Regions from separate parts of the Mus musculus genome. Here all the other regions are linked to region 3. A link is a contact called in public HiCAR-type and promoter capture Hi-C data. All regions are on one chromosome and are shown on one strand. Each heading gives the region's core, a stretch centred on a gene start, on an enhancer-like site or on the middle of the called end of the contact. The rest is flanking DNA. Distances are from core to core; before and after follow the strand shown.

The links. Promoter capture Hi-C pulls out the DNA fragments that hold promoters and counts their contacts. HiCAR-type assays count read pairs that join an accessible place to other places.
Region 1: a contact with region 3 is called in a promoter capture Hi-C map of pre-B cells. The contact joins the promoter of P2ry10 here to the promoter of Magt1 in region 3.
Region 2: a contact with region 3 is called in a HiCAR-type map of astrocytes, with 6 times the contacts expected there. The contact joins the promoter of Nexmif here to the promoter of Magt1 in region 3. A contact is called at or near these places in 2 of 39 promoter capture datasets (cranial neural crest and embryonic stem cells) and 2 of 115 datasets of contacts at active chromatin or transcription factors (astrocytes and embryonic forebrain).

The regions. Positions count from the first base shown.
Region 1 is chrX:107,087,326-107,091,680 of GRCm38.p6, reverse strand. It overlaps P2ry10 (purinergic receptor P2Y, G-protein coupled 10), which reads right to left and starts at 2,348. Exons shown (of 3, transcript NM_172435.4): 1 at 2,254-2,348; 2 at 1,949-2,123.
Region 2 is chrX:104,199,220-104,203,581 of GRCm38.p6, reverse strand. Nexmif (neurite extension and migration factor) reads left to right here and starts at 2,398. Exons shown (of 5, transcript NM_001077354.3): 1 at 2,398-2,949.
Region 3 is chrX:106,009,619-106,013,765 of GRCm38.p6, reverse strand. Magt1 (magnesium transporter 1) reads left to right here and starts at 1,964. Exons shown (of 10, transcript NM_001190409.2): 1 at 1,964-2,104. The coding sequence starts at 2,003.

The DNA.
Region 1 (4,355 bases), core at 1,099-3,598, 1.1 Mb before region 3:
TTAACTCTGTTCTAGCTCTAACTTACCTTGTCTGTTATGGGCACTACCCCTCTCACTACTGTCACTGCCAGATCCTGATGCAGCCACTACCCTGCTGAGAAGATATACTTAGAACATTATAGTTGTGTGTATGTAATTATCAAAAATCATTGTTGAATGATAATTACAAATGATATTATTAGTGAATTATTTAATTGAAACTTGAGGATACTAGCACTCAAAATAAGTAATCCCATTTCCCAAAACGATTAAGCAATGGGCTCAGGATGGAAAGTCAGTTCTGGAATGAAGCTCTATTCATTCCCTAAGTACAAGCTCGATGGCTCCTCATCCTCTCCTCCTCATCCTCTCAACTCTCCTTCTCTTTTAAAGCTCTTGTCATTAAGAAACCAGCACAACTTAGCAAACATGTATATAAAAATTACTTCTATTTTCCTTGATAGTAGGGGTAGTTGTCTTAGAAAAAATGAAAAAGAAAAAGAACCAGAGATGTGTTTTTAAAAAAAAAGCAAAATCATTGTTCTAATAAAAGTGCTAAAAGTATATATGTCCACATTCTTCTTGGTGACAACATACACTATAGTTACAAAGTACCAATGCAATGAGTAGATTGTTCTAAGTCCAGGATTGGTTCTTTACAACAGCAAGCTTTCATTAATTTTTTGTTTGTTTGTTTCTTGAAAGAACTAATGTCTTTCAAATCCTGATATGAACTTCAAGTAAAATTTTGGGATAATTTAATTAAAGTACACTGTAGAACTCCCCACCCAACCATTGCCCTGATTGTGGAAAATTGTCCATACTGTAGTTTCACAGCAAACATATCTGTGTTCTTTGTTAGAACCATGGCAAGAGCATCATAGAACCCCAAGTTATTTATCTCAAACACAGCCACCAAGTACCACCCCAAAACTTCCCCCAAAACTGTGCTTATTCACTTGGAGTTCTTTGTTCTTTCACTACTTGGATTTAATAGTCCATACAGTTCAAACCGAACAACTTTTTCAATTAGGCCCTAAAAAGAACTGTGTTTGACCAAAGAAGCAATTGGATTCAGCAAAAAACATTATAAAAAGCAACTGTCCTAAATTTATGGCCTAGATAATCCGTATAGTTTAGACAATTAGAAACCCTAAGTATATTTGCATAACGCCTACCCATGTACCCTGTATTTTAGTTTTGCATAAATTCTCTAATTAGTAACTATAACAATGACTCCCTGCATTTATTTAAACAAGCAAAACAAAAATATCCCCACTTGAAGAATTCTAAAAATCGAGACTCTCTTCTCTTGAGAAGCTGAGCAAAGTCGGCATCATTGTATGTAGACTAATTCTGGGATTATCCAAGCACACAGTCTGCCATGAAGAAATCCCTAGAGAAGCTGGTTTTTGACTCACTACTGCTAGCTCCACTCTAAAGTGCATTCACTGAAAAGATAAGTGTCTCACATTTGAACTCTGCTATCTCTAAGCATTGAAGTTAGAACAACAATGAATCAAGGAATACCTCTGAACAAACTTTGACAATCAAACGGGTCATAGGTAGTTTTATACTACTGAAAGACACAGTCTTCTGTAAGGAAAAATGAACATGTGTTTTAAGACACAGTTCATAGCTGTAATTCTGCCACTAATTACCTGAATGTTCTTAAGTGGCTTCATCTCACTGTCTCAGATAATTTGACTGTATCATAAGGAATTTTTATCTGTATAGACCTTTTAGCTCCAAAATAAATCATCAGACTGTCTTCCTTCATGCTAGAGAAAAAAAAAAATACTATTTGTCCCAGTATCTCTGTAAGCTAAGATTACCATTAAGAGCTCAAACCTAGATTATTTTTTGTATGTAACTAGATAAATTACACACAGCACAAGTTCAAATCCTCTTTTATTGACTAAGTATGTCAAATTGTTCCAAATGAGACTAAATGCAACACTGTACTTACCTTTTGTGGCATCCACTACTCCTTGTCAACTGTATAGAAAGCCCCTTTAGCAAGCAGTGAGTTGCATCACATCCTTCATACTGCTATTGTAACAGTGGAAGCTGATCACATTATACTTCACTTTGAACTCTGGCTAGACTGAAAGACAATCACATTTCTTCCCTCTGTAACAATCCTGAGATGGGAAACCAAAGACCATTTTATTCAAAACACGGCCTTCACATCTGCCCCAGTCCAGATCTTTCTTTCTCCACCAATCCTCCCAAACAGAACCACAAAGTTACAGGTGCTGGGCTAGAACTTACCCTGATGCTGAGCTGGGATAGAGTCTTGTATATTTGCAAAGAGATGAGAGTAAAAAGGTACAACTCTGGGCAGCAAGCACATATCCTGCTGATAACTGAAAGAAAAATAATGTTGAAAGAGGAAGTAGAGCACATTAATGTCTCACCACAGAAACCTTGCTTGCACAGAACGTAGGTAAGTCCCTTGAGCAGATGACGTTAATCAAGTGTGATTTCTTCTTTATTTCGTTTGTGCTGTACAAACAGCTAATACGTCCTTGTCTTCTTAACTGTTACCTACCTTATTTCCTTCTACCACAACTCGAATGTTTTTCTTACTAAATCCAGTAGGTTTGGGGCCAAGATAAGACTTCTAAGCCAAATATAAAGAAAATTTACCTAAGACCTGGGAAGCTGCTGCTCTTTGAATTTTGGGAGGCAAACTTCAAAATACATATCAAAACTAACAATGGGACTCTCTCAGTTTAAACTTTCCACTCAATCTAGATCATCCTCATCTCTATCAGTCCATTTCTAGATTCACATTTTAATGTGTACTTAACTTGTTTTGTTTATTTATTGTGCCTTTGCTATACTGAAAACTACATCATACTGAGAGCAAAGGCTATGTCTAGATTATTTTTGTACTGTACATAAAGTATTTTCACAAATGTTTAAGTGAAAAGTGTGCAAGTGGGTGAATAAATGAATTCTCAAGGAATGTACATGTAAGTAAAAGAAAAGTGTGATTGATCACAGATCTGCCTCTAGTGTAATAGGAGTCTTCACAATGATTCTTCACAATGTCTATGGAATTGTCAGAAATACGCAAGTAAATACTACACACATAGAAACAACACTTTCAGCTAAGTTTCAGAAAAAAATCTCAGAAACAAGGCTTACTTACAAAGTAGTACAAACCTCTACAGGCATGTGAAAGAACCACACTTAGACTTTGCAGCCTGCAGCTGCAACAAACTTTCTGGGTAATAACCATAGTAAGGAAGAAAAACATAAATACTTGTGGGTTAGGTCAAAGAGTAGCATTTTGATTCACAGATAAGACTGGTGAAAGAAGGAAATAGTAGACCACGTTTTTGTAGGAGGGCAACCTGGAACTGCAACAGCTCATTTTGCAACGAATGCATCTTAGAAAAGCAGAACCGTTAGAGATCTAGGTGGAGCTAGGCCCAGCACTCAGGGATGTCCAATAAAAAGTCACAGGGGCGTTGAGGGATGGAAAAGAAATGATTTTAGCATTAGAAACTAAGAGTCTGGGCTGATTGATGATAGGACCATGACTTGTGAGGATTGGCAACAAAATAGGGTATTCTTCCTGGCTGAACTATGTAATGAAACAAGCTTGACCTTGCAGTCCTCTTCTTAATTCGGATTGCATAGATTTATCCAGCTCCAATCTGTTGTTAATTTCGTTTTTTGATTTGGCATCCTTACTGAAAAGAGACTAAGCTGACAGGCCAACACACATCTCAGTCCATTTGGCAGTTCTTTTCTGTACTATAAATTATTAAATTGGCGTCCTGTTGCAAATCTGTCCCTTGCGAGTATGAGCATTGTGAGCCAGTTTTCTAAGGTATTATCCTTCTCTGAAAAATACATATGTACTTCAAGATCTGCTGAACTTTGAGGCCAAAGCCTGGGATAGAAGGAGAAAGAAATCCTTTCCTGACAAGTGACCAGTGTCACCACATACCACATTCATTTCGCAGACAATTTCTTAATGTTGCTAGAAGAAAAGCGTGGTTACTTACCCCACCTCTCTCTTGTATTCAAGTAGCCTTGCCTATCATCATCTCTAACAAGGAAAGGAACAGATGAGAAGTTAGTGACCCAGATCAGGCAAGGAAAAAAAATTAAATTCAGGAAATATGTAGGTCGTCTACAAGGAACAAATCTGTAGACAAACAAAAAGAGCTAACTTAACAAGCATCCCTAACTTACTAGTTGCTGAGTTCAGTTGCTGGTCTGTGTGTCAATATCCCAGCCATAATAATCTAAATTTAGGGCAGTTGTCACATCAACTTGGATGCTTCCTTTTTTCTTGGTTACTGCATCATATATATTTCCTACACTGGGAAAAGTTTACAATTACACTTTAAATG
Region 2 (4,362 bases), core at 1,149-3,648, 1.8 Mb after region 3:
AAGACTGGATTGCAGCCCACACTTTGGCCATATTTTAACTTAATCACTTCTTTAACTATTCTATTTCAAAAGTAGCCACAGCCTGAGATCCGGAGGGTTAGAACGTCAGCACAGTACTGGGGTGGGACACAGTTCATTCATAAGTAGACTTATGATGTATGTTCTCCTTCACTGTAACTAGTAACACACTGAAACTGTTTCATTATAATGTGTGTTCCTTGCTGTCTTTGAGTGGAGACACTGACAAAATAATAACTGATAGCTAATAAACGACCTTTATACATTCATTTTGTGTGTGCCTGTGTGGGGGCATGTACTTGTACATACTATGGCACGTGTGCAAAATCAACAGCCACTTCTGGATGTTGATTTTCTTCTTCTACCATGTGGGAGCCTCAGGGGGATGTTGGAGCATCAGAATTGAAGCATCTGCTTTTTATCCAGTAAGCCATCGCACTGGCTGGCAACTAACTTTCAAAAAGAATAACAGCATATGTGGTTAGCCAAGGTGAAATCAAATGGCAAAGAGCAATTCATTCTGGCAATTGAAATCCAGCCATACATGGTGGCATTTTTATATGCTTGACATTTGTTTCTGCACTTGAGGGTGGATGTCAAATTTTATTTTATTTTTTATTTATCTCATTGGCCTAAAAGAGGCAAGTGTACTTGCACAGTAAGCAAGGTACATAAAGCACTATTCCTCTTTTCAAGATGTGCATATTTTGTCAGGGTTCAATATTCTAACCTGTAAAATGGAAGTAATAAAAATGTGTTTATTATGAGGATTAAACAAAAGAATTGGTGTAGGTTGCTCACCATAGTGGTTGTCACACAGGTAAACACTCAGGAAGTTTGGATTCTTTGAGAAATGAGCCATTATTGAAGGATGAGTTTCTGTAATATAAGAGGGGACTGACAAGGAGTATTCCAAGAAGGTGAAATGGTAGGTGGCCTTTAGCTAAACCTCCCTGAAAACACACCCAGAAGTGTGTCCCCTAGGTGAGTGTAAGTTTTAAAAACCTGCCCCCACCCCACACAGACACTCCATGGCAAGAGGATGAAAGAGTCAGGACTGCGTTCCTTTAACTTAAACCCGACCCCTGTATCTTTTACTTTGCCTTGAAAAATCTCTCCCCCTACCCTCCTGACCCATACACATTATCCATGTCTGTGCTGTTTCTGGGGAGGGGTTAGGTGACAGGCTAGAGGCCCTGGGAAGGGTTAGAGGACTTACACACTGCAGATCTCGAAGTCTGACCTTAGAAAATGAGGCTGTAGGGTGGAAACAGAGAAATCTGAAATTGAGCTCTCCATGACTGGGAAGCTGGGTTGTGGCAAGGACTTGCTGGAGCAAGTGCACACAAAGTAGCTAGCTTTATTCTCTCCGCTCTAGCGTCAACACTTAATCGTTCTCCCTGGTTTCTAGTGGCACTGACCGTGGCTCTCAGGCCCCAACCCTACACCCTGGGCTTCATTGAATACTACGTGTTCCCCGGTGGGTCGCTTTCCATTCCTGTACTGTTGATTCCCAGGGCGTCAAAAGGGAAATGACCACCTAAGGAATTTTCCTGTGACAGCAGTCAGATCCCATTTCCTTCCCGGCCATATTCAGAATCCCTTTTTCTCTCCTTCACTTCCTAAAAAAACTCATCCCTTTCCAATTCTCTGCCTTGTTACAACCCTTCCAGCACAATCCACCTTCCCGGGGCTTGGGGCCTGAAGTTAAGGGTAGGTTGGATGGATAGAGGCTTAATACATGGAGCCATTCAGATATTCTTCCTGAAACTTCAGAGCGCCCCTCTCTGAACACATAACTGCCTTCAAAGGCGTGGGAGAGTGGTGTCCGGCTGCGTGTCTGCTAGGGGAAGAACAAGCCAGCAGCGCCGTGGACTGGGCGGGCTGCGAGAATGTGAGTGGGGGGCGGGGTGGGGGTGGGGAAGGGGGGTGCGCGCCCTTTATGACAGGTGGCCGCGCAGTGCGCGCTCCCGGACGTCTGAGGGGACCGCCGGGAGGGACAGACAGACAGACAGGGTGGGAGGGGGCACACACGAGGAAGGGACCGCAGAGAGGGTAAGGAAAGAGAGAGCAAGATAGGGAGGGCTGTGGTGGGGAAGGAGGATAGGGAGGGGAACGCGTCCAACAAGAACTGCTGTGTTGGAGGAAACAATGGCAGGGGCAATAGCGATGGTGGCAGCCGAGGCAGCCCCACTCTGGGCACCTTTCTGAATGGGCAGAGGCAGCTCTGGAAGCAGAAGAGAGCAGGCAGAGCCCGCAGAGGCTCTGAGCCAAGCAGCCCAGGGAGGAGAAGGGGGAGGAGGAGGAGGAAGAGGAGGAGGAGGAGAAAGGGGGGAGGAGGGGGCCGAGGCAGGGGGGGAGAACCCGGGAAGGAAAACCAGTAGCATCAGCAGCAGCAGCCACCGCCGCCGCCACCACCACAGCAGTGGCAGTAGCGGCAGTGGCAGCGTTTAGCAGTAGTGTTCCCAGCGCTAGCGGCAGTCGCAACCGCCCTCCGCGTCTCCGTCTCGCGGACAGCCGCAGCCACCGCGTGCAGAGCGGGCTCCGGGCACCGCCGCGCGCAGCCGGCGAGCCGGGCAGTGCTGGCGCGGGCGAGCGGCGCGGTGAGAGGAGCGCTGTCCTGGGAGCCGGCGGGCGGCTGTGGAGCCTCTGAGTTTCGGCGCCCGAGCCCGACAGCTCTGCCTCCATCTAGTGCGGCGGCTGCGGCGGAGCCAGAGTGAGCGAGCGGAGCGAGGCGCGTCCACCTGGCGGGCCCCGCGCATGGAGCAGAGGCAGAGGAGACGGCAGTGAGCGGGAGCAGCGGCGGCAGCTCTAGCAGCTCCGGCGACGGCGACGGCGGCGGCAGCCCAGCCTTGACTGCGACCGTCCCAGCTCGGGACGCCGGCAGCAAGGACCCACCAGCGACGTGCGCCTCGGGAGGCGGCCTGCGAGGTGAGTCTGAGCGCTGCCATGCAGCCTCCCCCATCCCCCCCGGGCCTTCTCCCTGGCTCCCCGGGCCGGCTGGAGCCGGCGGGCGGCAGCTGGGGGTGGGGGTGGCGGCTGCGAGGAACCGAGGGCTAGCCGAGCGAGGAGCCGAGCAAGGGATGCCGGCGGGGAGAGCGTGTGTGTGTGTGTGTGTGTGTGTGTGTGCGCGCGCGTGCGTGTGAGTGTGTGTGAGTGGGAGAGTGTGCGAATGGCGTGCGGGTGCTGTCTGTGTGCGGGAGGCAGCGAGGCCGCCGGGGCGAGGGAGCCTGGCTCGCCCGCCGCTGCCGCCGCCGCTGCCGCCGCCGCCGCCGCCGAGCGTGCGCTGCAATCTAGGAAAGGCCTGTGTGCCGCCGCCGGGGGAGGGGGAGGGGAAGGGAGCGGGCCGGAGCCGCCGCCACTGCCGCCGCCGCTCACACACGCCTGCCTGCCGCAGGGCAGCGGCCGCTAGCCGCCTGCCACCTCCCATCGGTTCGGTGACCCCGGGGGAACCTCGGGCGTCTGGGGAAAGTGGCACGGCCCGAGGCACGCGTCCGAGGGAGCGGGAAAACGTAGGCACGCGGCGGGCGCCGGCTGGCGTCCCGGCCGAAGCTGCAGAGGTGCGAAGGCGCCGCTGGCCGCCGTACGGACGCCTCCCCCGCCCGAGGCTCCCGCGCGCCCCAGGCGCCTCTGGCCACCCCGCGGTGGCACGGGCGGCTCGCAGCACCCGCTCCAAGCAGCCGCCGCTGGCGACCGACGAGAAGTTAGGGGCCCGAGCGAGCCTCGCCCAGGCTTGTCACCTTTGCAGGAAATTGGCCCGCTGCCCTTTCCCGCTCTCCCTTGCCGTCAGATTGACGCTTTCCTCCGGGACTCCTGGAGCTCGTCGCTGCTGCGCCTGCAGGGACACTGCTGCGGCTCGATCTTATCCAGCCCTGCGGGCTCAGAGGCCGTGGGGCGGCCCCGCTCCCCGAAAGTGTGCAGACCGCGCTGTTCAGCTGAGGAATCCAGTGGTTTCAGCATGACTGCTCCTGTCTCATTAGTGAGACACCGAACCACGGGCGCAAGGCTTTTAGTCTTTTTCTGAAGTTAAAAAAAAAAAAAAAATCAGTTGACATTCCCATTTTGACACCAGCACTTCAGATTTTTGTCCAGCTTCTGGTAGCATTTTGGAATGACCAAGTCTCATATTTTGCTTCTGGGCTTTGGCTTCCAACATGTTGTTAAATTCTAGGCGCAACAGCATACTTAACTGTGTGGCTTTTTCTAACGTTTCATTTTGTAGACTTGTCTGAGAATACACAATAGTGTGTGGGGTTGGCAGGACTTTTTTTTAAGTATCTTTATAAAATACTTTAGCGCTGGGATTTAAAAAACTGTTTTAATTGAAGAAGCAGAGTGTGCTTA
Region 3 (4,147 bases), core at 715-3,214:
GTCTCTCTCTGTCTGTCTCTCTTCTGCTCTCTTCTCATCTGTCTTTTTGTTTATTTTGTTTTGTTTTGTCTTGTTTTGCTTTGTTTTGTTTGAGACAGGGTCTCTTGTAGCTCAAGGAGGAACTCCCTATGCAGCCTAGACTGGCATTAATCCCTGATATCCTCCTGCCTCTATCTCCTGAATACTGAGATTACAGGTATGCACCGCCAGGCTCATTTTATTTCATATCTCTTTATGTGGAGACCAATTACTTTCCTTTCTTTTTTTTTAAAGATTTATTTATTACTTATACAGCATTCTGCCTGCATTATTCCTGCAGGCCAGAAGAGGGCACCAGATCTCATTATAGAAGGCTATAAGCCACCATGTGGTGGCCAGAAATTGAACTCAGGATCTTTTGGGCCTGCTCTCAACCACTGAGCCATTTTTCCAGCCCGTCCCTCTTTTAAAGCAGTTACTTTCCTTTCAACAATCATCTCCTTAACTCTCCAAATAGTGGAATTATTATAATTCTGTGGGGTTTTTGCTTTCTAGCAGGACCTAAAAGAATAATCACATAGTATGTTCCACACATTCAAAATAAATGCACCTTGGGCTTTGGATGTAGTTGTGATAAAATGCTTGCCCAGCTTGTGTGGGGTCCTTTACTCAATCCTTTACTGTGCCCTGTGCTGCAAAATAAATAAATAAATAAATCCAAATTATAATGTGTGTGTGTGTGTGCACGCGCTTGTGTGTATACTGAGGAAATATTGAGGATTAAACCTATGTGTTTACAAATAACAGTTAAATGTCCTATCAACTGATCTATATTTCCCCAATGTCTTAGGGTTACTGTTGCCATGTTATAACACCCTGACCAAAGCAACTTCATCAGGAGTTGCAGTCATAGGAACAGTACTTAAGCCATCTTCAAGAATAGTATGTGCTTGAAAAAAAGATTGGTGTGGGGGGGTGGCAGCGTGAATGTACATGCAATGGGTGTGTGCCTGGTCTCTGTAAAGATCAGAAGAGTGCATCAGATCTCCTGGGACTACTAGGCTGTTACCCACCATGCCGGTCCCGGGAGGGTCTTCTCCCAAAAACAGTTAAATGTTCTCAACCCTTGAGACATTTCTCCAGCACCTGTCCCAGAGTATTATACTAAAGGAGCAAATTTCAACAAAACAAAACAAAACCACTTTTGATGTAAGATATTTGGATGTTTTGGGTGTTGTCAGCGCTGAGGTTTGGGCTGAGAAATTAATTTTGCTTACCAGAGGGTATAATGCAAGCTTCTGCTTTAGACCACGTAGTTCCCTTGGACTTGGCTAGAATGGAACTCTGAAGGTTCCTTGAATTGTTGAATTCCTAATCGTCCTGCCTCCACTTCCACCTCCCAAACCTGGGAGTTTGGCTGGGAGAAATCACGAGGGCTCCTTTATGTTTGAGACAATCTTACATTAATCAGGTGGCCTGGGATCCGGACAATGGAGCCAAAGATGACCTTGAACAATTGATGCTCTTGCTTTCACATTCAAAATGCGTGGATTAGAGGCTTTTGTTACTTAGGCCAGCTCAAAATCAAACAGTTCTAAAGGAAGGAACGCTTTCTAGATGATGATTCCATTTTTAAACGTACAAGCCATTTTGTGCCTCAAAAAAAAAAAAAACCAACAAAAAAAAACCTCAGCGCCATTTCAAACCTGCGCATGTGTACTAAAAGTTCGCTGAGCGCGATGTCTTTACACGTAGGAAAAGGGTGCAGCCTTTTCAGCGGACCAATAAGAAACCTCCAGATTATCCTTTTCCGATTGGCTCCCGGGAACCAATCGGAAAAGAACTTTTTTTTTTTTTTTAAAAGCGGGCGTCTGCTGAGCGTGAGGTCACGTGAGGGGTCGAGCGGCAGGGCTGAGCCGAGCCAATGGGGAGCGGCAAGGGCTCGGTTCGCCCGTTCTCACGCCCCACCCTCGGACCGTGCTGGAAGAAAGTTTCGCCCCGCCGCCAAGAGAGAAGCGTGAACATGGCCTCGCCAAGGTGGTTCTGGTCTGTGTGTGCGATCGCAGCGGTGGCACTGCTGCTCGTTTCCAAGGTTCCTTCGGCCTCTGCCCAAAGAAAGAAGGAGGTGAGGCGGCGCCTGCCAGCGGCAGGGACTTTCTCGACTTGGGGCTAGAAAGGGTCCGCTCGCCCCTTCCCAGGGATCTGTGCTGGGCGTGACTTGGAGTCCGCGGTTGGGAGGAAGTTGGCTTCACAAAAGCGGGAGCTGCAACTTCTTGTATTGTAGGGTTTCACATTCAAAAGCAGGCTGGAGTAGGTGACCACCTCGCTTCCAGCAGCTGGGGAACGTGCAGCTACAAGTAGTGACACTCCTGGAGTTTGGACCGCTTTGGGTGTTGGGCTGAGGAGCTCGTTTTGCTACCCAGAGGATATAATAATGCAAGCTTCTGCTGCCGACCATATGTAGCTCTCTCGGACATGTGTCTGTCATGTCAACCCAGGAGTGGAAAAATTAGATGAGTGAGATGATGCCAGTTTCATGCCCGTGTTCAAGCGTTCAGAATGTGTAAAACGTCTGTATTTGGTGACGGACACCAATCACGAAAGAGCAAACTAAGCCCCCCCCCCCCAATTTATGGAACAGGCAGTCTTTGAGATGTAGAAAACATACAATATTCGTATTCCTTTCTGTTTATTTTTTTGTTCTGTTTCATTTGAAGCATTCTCCCCCCTATAGCCCATTCTGGCCTTGACCTCATGACAATCCTTTGCCTTTCAAGTGCTGAGGTTACAGGTGTGAGCTGGGACGGCCCAGCTTTTTTTTTTTTTTTTTTTTTTTTTTTAGCTTGATGTTTAGCAGTCTGAACATATGGATTTTAGCCCCGTGTTTCTGAACATTTGTGACTTAGAACCATATACTCATAGAGCTTTAAAAAACTGGTGATAATTATTTATACCCTCTAATTTTATAAGGAAGAGCAGCCCTAGTTTTACACAGTTAATTACTGTATTTAAAGTAGACTAAAGCCATTAACTCTAATGCCATTTCCAGTGCATTCTTTAGTACACAAAACCTATAAGGACATTTTTGAAATACCAGTTAAACATTGCAGCTATTAAGTTATATAAATAAACTAATTTCTGTATCTATCTGAGTATTTGAATTATTTCATAAGATTAAAAACTAAGCAAAGCCTCATATGGTGGGCATGCCTGTATTCAGAACACTGTAGTGAAAGAGGTTCAGGAATTCAAGGTCATCCTTGGCCAATAAGTGAATTAGAGCTAGCCTGGGCTACACGAGACCCTATTTGAAAACAATAACACTGAAGAGCTAGCAAAGGAAAACATTATATTAGGGAAGTTGGCAAAGAGGAAAATAAAAATGTACAAATATTAAAGATATAATCCAGTGAGCAGCCTTTTGGCTGGGTGAAGAAATTGATAGAGCCTTTCTGTTTTGGAGTGTTTGCTGCATGCGTGTGTGCTCACTGCCGTCATGGAGGGCCAAAGAAGGTGTAGAATCCCCTAGAACTGTAGTTTGAGGACAGTTGTGATCTGCCAATTGAGAACTAGGAACCAATCCTGGACTTTGTGCAAAGAAGAAAAAGAAGCTCTTGGCATGAGCTTTCTGGTGCCTGCTGTGGCTTTTGGGGAGAATCCCAAGCCATTCTTTGTAGACAGCAATATGCAGAGCAATACATTGGTTTTTCTACCCTTAAAGTCCTGTTTTTAAGCCATATTTGTAAGTGTATGTATATGTATAGGAAAAATTCAAAACTCTAACAGACACATAACAGTCCCTTAAGAGCTGCTATCTCTAGGCTTTTAGTAATGTTGGTAAGGGAAATGCTTTCATATTTTGCCCTATATATTCATGTTGTCTAAATGTGTACAGTCATGACTTACTTTTTACACTTGAAACAAGTTTTTGTACATATTCCAGGCTGACCTTGAACTCCTTCGGGGTGACAGGATCACAGGGCAAAGTTTTGCTTGTCTTTTGAGTTTGTCCTCCTGCCTCATAGTCTAGAATTACAGGTGTCTGTCTGCCACACTATTCCAGGACACTTTTAAGTCTCTCTGTTTTGTTTTTTGTCATCCTTTTTAAAGCTTTGCTTTTATTTTTAAGTAATTGAAACAATATTTTCGATATATTGTTTACCTGAAT